Linked DNA regions of Mus musculus: region 2 is linked to region 1. The links are chromatin contacts, called in public HiChIP or PLAC-seq maps. All regions are on one chromosome and are shown on one strand. Each heading gives the region's core, a stretch centred on a gene start, on an enhancer-like site or on the middle of the called end of the contact. The rest is flanking DNA. Distances are from core to core; before and after follow the strand shown. Region 1 overlaps Utrn (utrophin). Region 2 has its middle 27 kb from the start of Utrn.

What was found. HiChIP or PLAC-seq counts read pairs in DNA pulled down with a chosen protein or histone mark.
Region 2: an HNF4G HiChIP or PLAC-seq map of pancreatic cancer cells shows a contact between it and region 1. The contact joins two enhancer-like sites. A contact is called at or near these places in 2 of 484 Hi-C or Micro-C datasets (the AML12 cell line and bone marrow-derived macrophages), 1 of 115 datasets of contacts at active chromatin or transcription factors (pancreatic cancer cells) and 3 of 9 other capture datasets (embryonic stem cells, liver and pancreatic islet).

What each region holds. Positions count from the first base shown.
Region 1 is chr10:12,696,270-12,700,728 of GRCm38.p6, reverse strand. Utrn (utrophin) reads left to right here. Exons shown (of 74, transcript NM_011682.4): 23 at 1,614-1,727; 24 at 2,585-2,740. Among named protein-coding and RNA genes, the nearest start is that of Utrn, 160 kb to the left of the region's middle. Within about 2 kb of position 2,173, at least 11 of the 459 cell types and tissues checked have an H3K27ac peak or open chromatin away from gene starts, as enhancers often do. A contact at or near this core is called in pancreatic cancer cells, where this site is marked.
Region 2 is chr10:12,886,696-12,891,154 of GRCm38.p6, reverse strand. No RefSeq gene overlaps it. Among named protein-coding and RNA genes, the nearest start is that of Utrn, 27 kb to the right of the region's middle. Within about 2 kb of position 2,569, at least 58 of the 459 cell types and tissues checked have an H3K27ac peak or open chromatin away from gene starts, as enhancers often do. A contact at or near this core is called in pancreatic cancer cells, where this site is marked.

The sequences.
Region 1 (4,459 bases), core at 924-3,423:
CTTGGGGGTGCTGAGAACAGAACCCTGCTTCTCTGTAAGAGTAGTGACTGTTCCTGTCTGCTGGGGTATCCCTCCAGCCCCACTTCTATTTTTATTAGCATTTATTAATTATAAACAATGGGCGCCATGATTTCACTTACAAATCCTAACACTCAAAAGCAAGAAACCCAATTGAAACCAACCAACCAACCAAGCGGACCCAAACCATGTACCCAATAGAAAATTGTGTTTCTATGTCCACTTTCCAAGTAGAGGAAAGTTAGGAAGAGAAGTTGGTAGGAAAGTGGAAAGGTTAAAAGTTCTAATTATTCTGTTGGCTTGTTGCTGATCTATTTTTTAAACTTCTGTTGTCAGCATAATAAAACAAAATTTGGTATTTATAATGATCAAGTTCTATAGCTATTCTATCCATGTTAAGCAATGTTTGGTAGGGGAAGCTTATTTTGAGGTAAATACTGAGAACACTGGGGTTTTAGTCTTCATGTTGCTCCTGATATATTTAAGAACAAACAAGTTTAACCCAAAAGAATCATTGGACAAATTCACGATAAGAAAAACCTAAAATGGTTTTAGGTGGTATTTTATAGGTATAACCTATTTTATAGATGTAACTTGCCATAGTTGTATGTCTTTACGATTCATTCCAGCTTCATAAGAATATTAATAGTTGGTTTTGTTTGGTATATTATAGGAATATAAAATATTTTTTGTTGTCTCCAGAGTACATGGATCAGAATGGTTTGTGCATTACCCGGCTATATTGCCCTGTAAATGTCACAAAAGAAGGAATATTTAGCCTTCCCAGGACTAGGGAGACACATGGTGGTCACTTTCGAATTAACCATTCAGGTTTATTTCTATTTCTAGGCGTGATCAAGAGTAGAACTGAAGGGGACTCGGAGAAACATTAGGGGAATTAGCAAGGCAGACTAACCAATGAAGGGACAGGAGGCTTTGGGGAAAATAGCCAATGCTTTAGTACTGAAGTTTAAGTGTGGCTGCAGTTGACTTCTCTACAGCTATTCCTTTGCGATCTCCTCTCTCAAGCCTACTTTCTAGAAAACGTTTGCCTTCTCTTTGTACTTATTAACTTTGAGTGGTTAGAAGAACTGAAATAAACCAGACAGTGGCTAGTTCTGTTTTCAGAGAAGGAGGTATCCCATGGAAGATTGGAGAGTCCTGTGTCATGTTCCTTCATGATGCTGTGTGCTTACTCCTAGTTCCAGTAACTTCCGAGAAAAAATTGCTCTAAGTTAGTTGAAAGCAAAAGATTTTTGTTTATGCTTTGACTATGACTAGAGTAGCATTTTTTTTCCTGTAATTTGAATCTTAGTCCTAAATATTGCTTGCATTTAGATACAATAGTTTATTCCAGAGTGGCTTGAGACTGGTGGATGACCACCGCAGTGTCATTTTTGGAAACATTTCCTTGAGGATAAACTAAAGACTTTATTTTCCAAGTTGGGAGACTTCAAAGAGGAAATGAAACAAATGAAAACGATGTTATTGAGTTTTGAGAAGTTGTCTCTTTCTTTGGTCCCAGTAGATCTTGAGATGTCCTGGGGTTGTATGTCACTGAGTAATATGCCCCTCTGTTATTGTGTTCAATTTAGGCTGATTCAGAAGTCATTGAGAAGTGGGTGAGTGGCATCAAAGACTTCCTCATGAAAGAACAGGCTGCTCAAGGAGACGCTGCTGCGCTGCAGAGCCAGCTTGACCAATGTGCTGTGAGTGCCTCCGCTCTGGCAATCCTACTGGAATAAATAACATTCTCTTCTCGCTCTTTGTCACTTGCCATTATTAAAATTGTAAGAATAGGGCTTATGAAGTCTAGATAAAGAGTCTTTTATTGTAAAGCTTTTATTTTTACTTCGTAGCTAATAAAGGACAGACAGATTGCTCATATTATACTGCCGTCTGTGGTTATAGGATTCGTGATGAGAACAAGAGCAAATTTATTTCTTTGGAAGCTGTTTTCTTCTGTTAAGATTGTGATCTTAATGTAATGATTATCACAAGCATGCTGCTGCCATTGTAGCACATGACGAACCTTTCTGAGCAGCATATCTAGCAAATGAAATGTGCTAGCAACACAATTTATACTTGAGACTCACCAGGTCTCTCTAGAGCAGTGGTTCTCAGCCTTCCGAATGCTGTGGCCTTTAATACAGTCCCTCAGAGTGTGGCAAACACCAACCATAAAGTTATTTTCATTGCTACTTCATGACTGTAATTCTGCTACTGTTATGAATCATAATGTAAATATCTGGTATGCAGGCTGTCTGATATGTGACCCTCCCCCCACCCCCAAAGGCCTACAGGTTGAGAACCGCTACTCTAAGTTAATTAAAAGTCATACTTCCCACTGAGATTCAAGTAATTCTAATTTAATTTTTAGCGGGCGACTGTATTAAATGCTAGGCAAAATGAGTTTCTTGAAGTGAGTCATCTCTTAAGTAGCTGAGAATCCTGAATACCAGTCACTATGTCCTTGAAATATTTGCAGGATCCAGGTAGATAGGTGTGATACTGATGTCCACTTACATGGGAGTACACTTAACATGGACTTATCTCCTGTATTCAGACGTTTGCTAATGAAATCGAAACCATCGAGTCATCTCTGAAGAACATGAGGGAAGTAGAGACTAGCCTTCAGAGGTGTCCAGTCACTGGAGTCAAGACATGGGTACAGGCAAGACTAGTGGATTACCAATCCCAACTGGAGAAATTCAGCAAAGAGGTGAGCTTGGCACCTTCTTTAGGAAGGGGACACACTGTCACTGGCTTCTCTTGACCACAAAATCAAAACCAAAAAATAGTGCTCTACAATTTTTACAGGACAGCATAAAACACACTTAAAGCACACATGCACAGACACATGCATATATATATATATATATATATATATATATATATATGTATATATATATATATATATATATATATATATATATATGTGTCTGTGTGTATATATATACATGTATATACATATACATACATATATCTGTGTGTGATGTACACACATACAAACAATATTCTTTCATAGTTTTAAGATAGATATTAAATATATATTAAAGACATATATAAAGATACATATATCTTATATATAATATATTTACTTATTTTATTTATTTATATACTACATATACATATAATATATAAAGATATATAAAGATATATTAGGTATATAAAATATGTATATTAATATTAAGTATATAAGATATATTAAATATCTTAAATTAAAATATATTGTATGAATTATATATATTTATTATATTAGTATATTGTATAAATTATATATGTGTGTATATATACAAAGACATATATATATATGTATATATATGTGTGTGTGTATATATATATAAAAATTAAGGAAGACTACTGCTTGCTTAGTGAGACTCAGGACTGTCCTATTCTTTCTGTTTTCAACTGAGTTCCACACATTCATTTATGACACTTGCCTTGCCTTGAGGACATTTCAGTGTGGTATCTACTGATTATAGCTATTAATCCTTTAAGCAGCACATATTTATTAATTAGGCATAATTAATAAATATAGTGTAGTATTTTCTTAATTAGTGTCTGTTGCTAGGCTTCTTTGTATGCTCTGGGACACAGAAATGACCAGAGGAAAAGTTTTTGCATTCCTATGAGGCAGGTGAGCTGTCAGGGAGGGGCAGCCAAGAATTAAGAGAAGGTAGAGTTCTTGGCAATCGTTTAGTCAGGGAGTTGCTCACATTGGGACATTGCAGAGGTCTGAGAGTTGGTGACTCTTGGCTGGAGAGACCATGTTTGTGGTCAGGATAGCACGTGTGAGCTGTATCCCTTGGGAACAGAGACAGGCCTTGGGTGGAGGACAATGTCAGATGGAAAACTGATGCTCTGGGTGGCTCCAGAGATTGGCAAACGGTGTGTGCGTTCGTGCGTGTGTTCTGTGTGGATTGTGGTGCTCTCTGAGTGATAAGAACCCAGGAGCAGAAGCTTCCTAGCAGCAGGTAACTGGATGAGACCTGTTCTGGAAGGATGGAGGTGGAGGTAACTCTGTGCATGCAAAGGCTGCTTCTTATTTTTCCTCTTTTTAAAATTTTAGCTTTTAAAATTCTTAGTGCCCTTGGGGCATGGGAAGCAGAAGATAGTAAGAGAGGTGAATAAAGCTAGAGGCATGAGTCAGGTTATCTGAGTTAAAAATCAAGCTTTAACTTTAACTCAGGAGCGACTTCGGATGACCCCAAGAAAAGTGCATCCCCTGGCGAGGTGGGGAAGGAAGTGACAATGGACAGTGGGGGAGGGAATGGGAAGGAACCCTATGGTGGCATGATTGAATGTTTTGTTCTTGTTTTAGCCCAACATCTTCATTTTGAACATATTTTATGAGGAGAAAAATCATACTAATCCTACAGAGAAACACCCATGGACCTATTCCAAGATTTATCAGTAGCTAGTTTTGTATTATATTTTC
Region 2 (4,459 bases), core at 1,320-3,819, 190 kb before region 1:
AATCTCATCACTTCTTAGGAAAACAGAAATGAAAACCATAATGGGGCACTTCTTGATAACCACTATCACGATGGTGATGATGATGGTGAAGATGCTGGTAATAATGATAATGTCAGACAGTGGAGCCTGAGAGAAGGCTCAGAGGTTAAGAGCAATGGCTGCTTTTCCTGAGGACCAAGGTTTGATTCCCAACACTACATGGTCAATCACAATAGTTTATAACTCCAGGTCCCAGGGACCCAATAGCCTCTTCTGGCCTCTGTGGGCACTGCATGCATGTGATGCATAAAGACACCTACAGGCAAAATATCCATACACATAAAATAAAATGACTTAAAAAAAAAAGTCAGACAACAGTAAACATGGACAATGGTGTGAAGATTCTATATGACTCCACTTAAATGAAATGCCAGAAAGCAGGCAGTCTGTGTAGACAGAAAGTGGATCAGTGGTTGCCTGGAGCTGGAGGCAGGAGGACAGAGCATGAAGGATCAATTTGTATTGATAGAAATGTCCTAATACTGGATTGTGGAAATGTTTTCACGGCTCTGTATATTTAGTAACAGCCACTAAGCTGAATACTTTAAATGGATGAATCTGATGGTCTGTAAATTACTCATCCACTTCTTAAATATTACTCACCCCACAGCCACCCCAAGATAAACATTGCCTAATTTACAGTTCTTGCTTCTACCAGCTTGAAGAACACACCTCGATGCTACCTTTATAAATAAAGAAGACACAGTTATGACCCAATGACACGGTGTAATAATCAACAATTTTATACTTTTTTTTTCACATTTTAAAATCAGCAATGACTGGATTTGGTGGCATGGACCTGTCATCCCAGTTATAAGGGGGCTGAGGCAGAAGAACTGGTAGCTGAAGACTTGTGTTGGCTACAGAATGAGTTCAAAGCCATCTTGGCAACACTCACTTCCACACACACTAAGAAAAACAAAAAAGGAGAGGACGTTAAGGTTTAGCGGTAGGACAGTGGTGGCGCACACCTTTAATCCCAGCACTTGGGAGGCAGAGGCGGGCAGATCTCTGAGTTTGAGGCCAGCCTGGTCTACAGAGTGAGTTCCAGGACAGCCAGGGCTACACAGAGATAACCTGTCTCAGAAAAACAGAAGGGGGTGAGGGGAATTCAGTGGTAGAGCACTTAGTTATCATGTGTGAGGTCAATATTAATAAATGTATTCTTAACTCTAAAGGAAAAAAACCCCACAGCTTCTCCAATTTCCCCCTGGGAACTGGTGCTTAGCTTACTAAATGGAATGCTCTACTAAGTATATATCAGGCCCTGGGTTTGATTCCCAACTCGTTAACTAACTATGATGGTGCCCACAGCAAGTCCAGCATTCCAGGTGTGGAAACCAGGCATCCTTGGCTACATGGGAAATTTGAGACTAGCCTGGGCTACGTGAAACCCTATCTCAAGAGGGAAAAAAGTAGCTGAAGATATAACAGCATCAAATGGACTTATTTTATAAGAAAGTCCCAGAAGGGGCTGGTGAGATGGCTCAGCAGTTAAGATCAAATCCCAGCAACCACATGGTGGCTCACAACCATCCATAATGAGATCTGATGCCCTCTTCTGGAGTGTCTGAATGTACTTACATATAATAATAAATAAATAAATCTTTAAAAAAAAAAAAAAAGTCCCAGAAGGACTGCAACTGAGTTAAAAGGAAAACTATCTTCTTAAATTGTTGCTATTGTTGATGCTGCTGCTGACAGAAACCAGATCTCTGTAGCTTTGGCTATCCTAGAACTTGCTATGTAAACTAGGCTGCCCTTGAAACTCACAGGGTTCTCTCTGCTTCTACCTGCTGACCACTAGGATTAAGGCAGGCACCGCCATGCCTGACAGACATTGTTTTTTAATTTTAAAATCGCGGTTACTTCTTTGTTCAGGAGGTAAGTGTGCTATGGCACAAGGGTATAGGTGCGAAGACAATCTCGTGTTGAGAATGAGGGTGGGATCTTTTTCTCTCTGTGGGTCATGGGGATCGAACTCTGGTCGTTAGGCTTGGTGGCAAGCACCTTTACCGGCTAAACCATCTGTCTGATCCTCCCAGTCAATTTTTAAGGCATTACACCATGCCTATGTACAGCTACAACATCTATTCACACATATGCGAGGCCCACAGTTGGGGCATGGGTGCCACCACTGCCTTTTAACCCTTTCATAACTCACACCCATGGAGAATGGCGCCCAAGGGGTAAATTAAGGCACTTAGCCCTGGGCTTTTTCCTGCCCAGGCAAAAATGGCAAAGGTGGTGGTGGGGTGAATATGCAAGAATATCAGAGACTTAAAATTACCAACCATTACAAGTGTTCTCTCTCAGTCAATTAAACGGCTTCAAGTTTCCAAAAACCAAGCATTCCGTTTGAGGTAGTTAGTTGCTTTTCAAAGATAGTCCCGAGAACTCGTAGACTGAGTGAAGCATCCTCTGCACGTTCTAGAAAATTCTCTTGTGGGGCACTTGATAAGGTGTACAAACAGCACTGAGAGGTAGCTGTTATGTTACAGCGAACTCCCAAGCCACCAAGTGAAACCCAAGATGTCATTTCAACCCACTCACTGGAAAGTCTGACTCAGGAAACGTGGGGTGTGTGCGCCTGCGGTCCGGTGCTTACTGAAGCCACACCCACAAGCCTTCTAAGGCTAACTCTGATGCCCGCGAGTCCTGATTCATTAAAAATCTTTAGGCTTACTCCCACTGTGCCCTTTCATCTGCTGTCTGTATCCTAAAGATGTTTCCACGAGCACGCTTGAAATTTTCCTGAATGGACAGATTATCCTTCAGAGTTTATGTATGCTTTTTCCATCTCTCTCTCTCTCTCTCTCTCTCTCTCTCTCTCTCTCTCTCTCTCTCTCTAATTATAGAGGTTTTTAAGCCCCTGCTGTGGGACATTTGAGTTCCTTTCTTGGGTGGGTGATAAGTTTTGGCTTCAGGCTGGAATGTCCCAGAATAACCAACGTTTAAAAGTCTCCTTGTCTGAAGTTTTCAGGGCCTCCCATGACTGAGGCTATGCTGTAGCTACTGAGATCAAGCAGAGAAGGGCAGGGGAGGCAGTGTATGGCCTAGATATTGTTCAAGAATTCTCATTACTTCAAACCACTGTTAGCCCTTGGCTTGGAAGCTGGCCCAGTAGGTAAGAGTGCTTGCTGCACTTCCAGAGGATCTGAGTTCAGTTCCTAGTGTTTGTGTGCCTGCAGCCTGAGCTCCAGCTTGAGTGCTTGAATAAGAATGGCCGTCCTAGGTTCTTAACTTTGAATGCTTGGTCCCCAGTTGTTGGAACTGTTTAGGGAGGGTTAAGTGTCACCTTGTTGGAAGAGGTATGTTACTAAGGGCCAGGCTTTGAGTTTTCAAAAGCCATTCCCAGTTAGCTCTCTCTGCCTCATGCTTTTGGATCAAATGTAAGCTCTCAGTTCTTGCCCCAGGACTGTGTTCCCTACCATGATAGTTACAGTCAAACCCTCTAGAACAGTGAACTCCAAGTTAACCACTTTCTTTTATAAGTTGCCTTGGTCATGGCATTTTGTCATAGCAATAGAAAGTTAACTAAGATACATACAAATATGTAAAAGCAATGAAAATAAATCTTCAAAATAAGGAAGATTCTCTGTTCATTGAAGCAGGGCAGTGGGTAGCATTGGAAGACATGAAGGCCAGAGGCAGGATAGGCTTTTCAGACTTAAGTCCTGATGAAGGTAGTGCCGTTCCTCTCAGGGTTGGGGTAATGTTGGGAGGCAGGCAGGGGCTAGAGTATTGTTTAAATCTGCCTGAAGGCACAACTCCATACTTTATGCATACCTCCAGGATATTTTTCCATTAACAACCAACCTTTGGAGGTTTGTCCCAGAAGGAATCTGTCAGGTCCAGAGCCCCTCCAGATCCTGGCTCCTAGTCACTTCTTCAGCTGACCCGACCACATCCCCTTACTCCTCCACTTGTTTGTGTTCCTCTCTCCTGACAAGTATTTGGTGAATATATCAAGTGTTTAATGCTGGTATAGAAGTCTAAATAAAAAATAAAAAATTAAAAAAAAATAAAGGAAATAAACAGGAGAAAGAATTAAGGTTTGCAATCCACGGGGGCATGGGGAAAATCCCACAGTGATATGAGGGAGAAGAATAAGGATGTGGGGATGGTTGGTGAAAGGTAACCAGGGATGCTTCCTAAGGCTAGGTTGACATTCCCACCCACACCTCCAGGCCAGACCACACTATTCTTCAGTGTGCCCTGTGCTGGGGGAATACATTGACTATGATCAGGTAGTTTCTTCTGAGACTGAGTGGTTAACTTCAACAGTGAGCTTGACAGCCTGACACTTTCTAGAATCACCTGAGAGATGTGCTTACAGGCACGGTGGGGTCATCTTACTAGTTAACTGATGTGTGAACACCCATCTTAATTGCAGGCAGGACCTGAGCTGTGTCAGAGG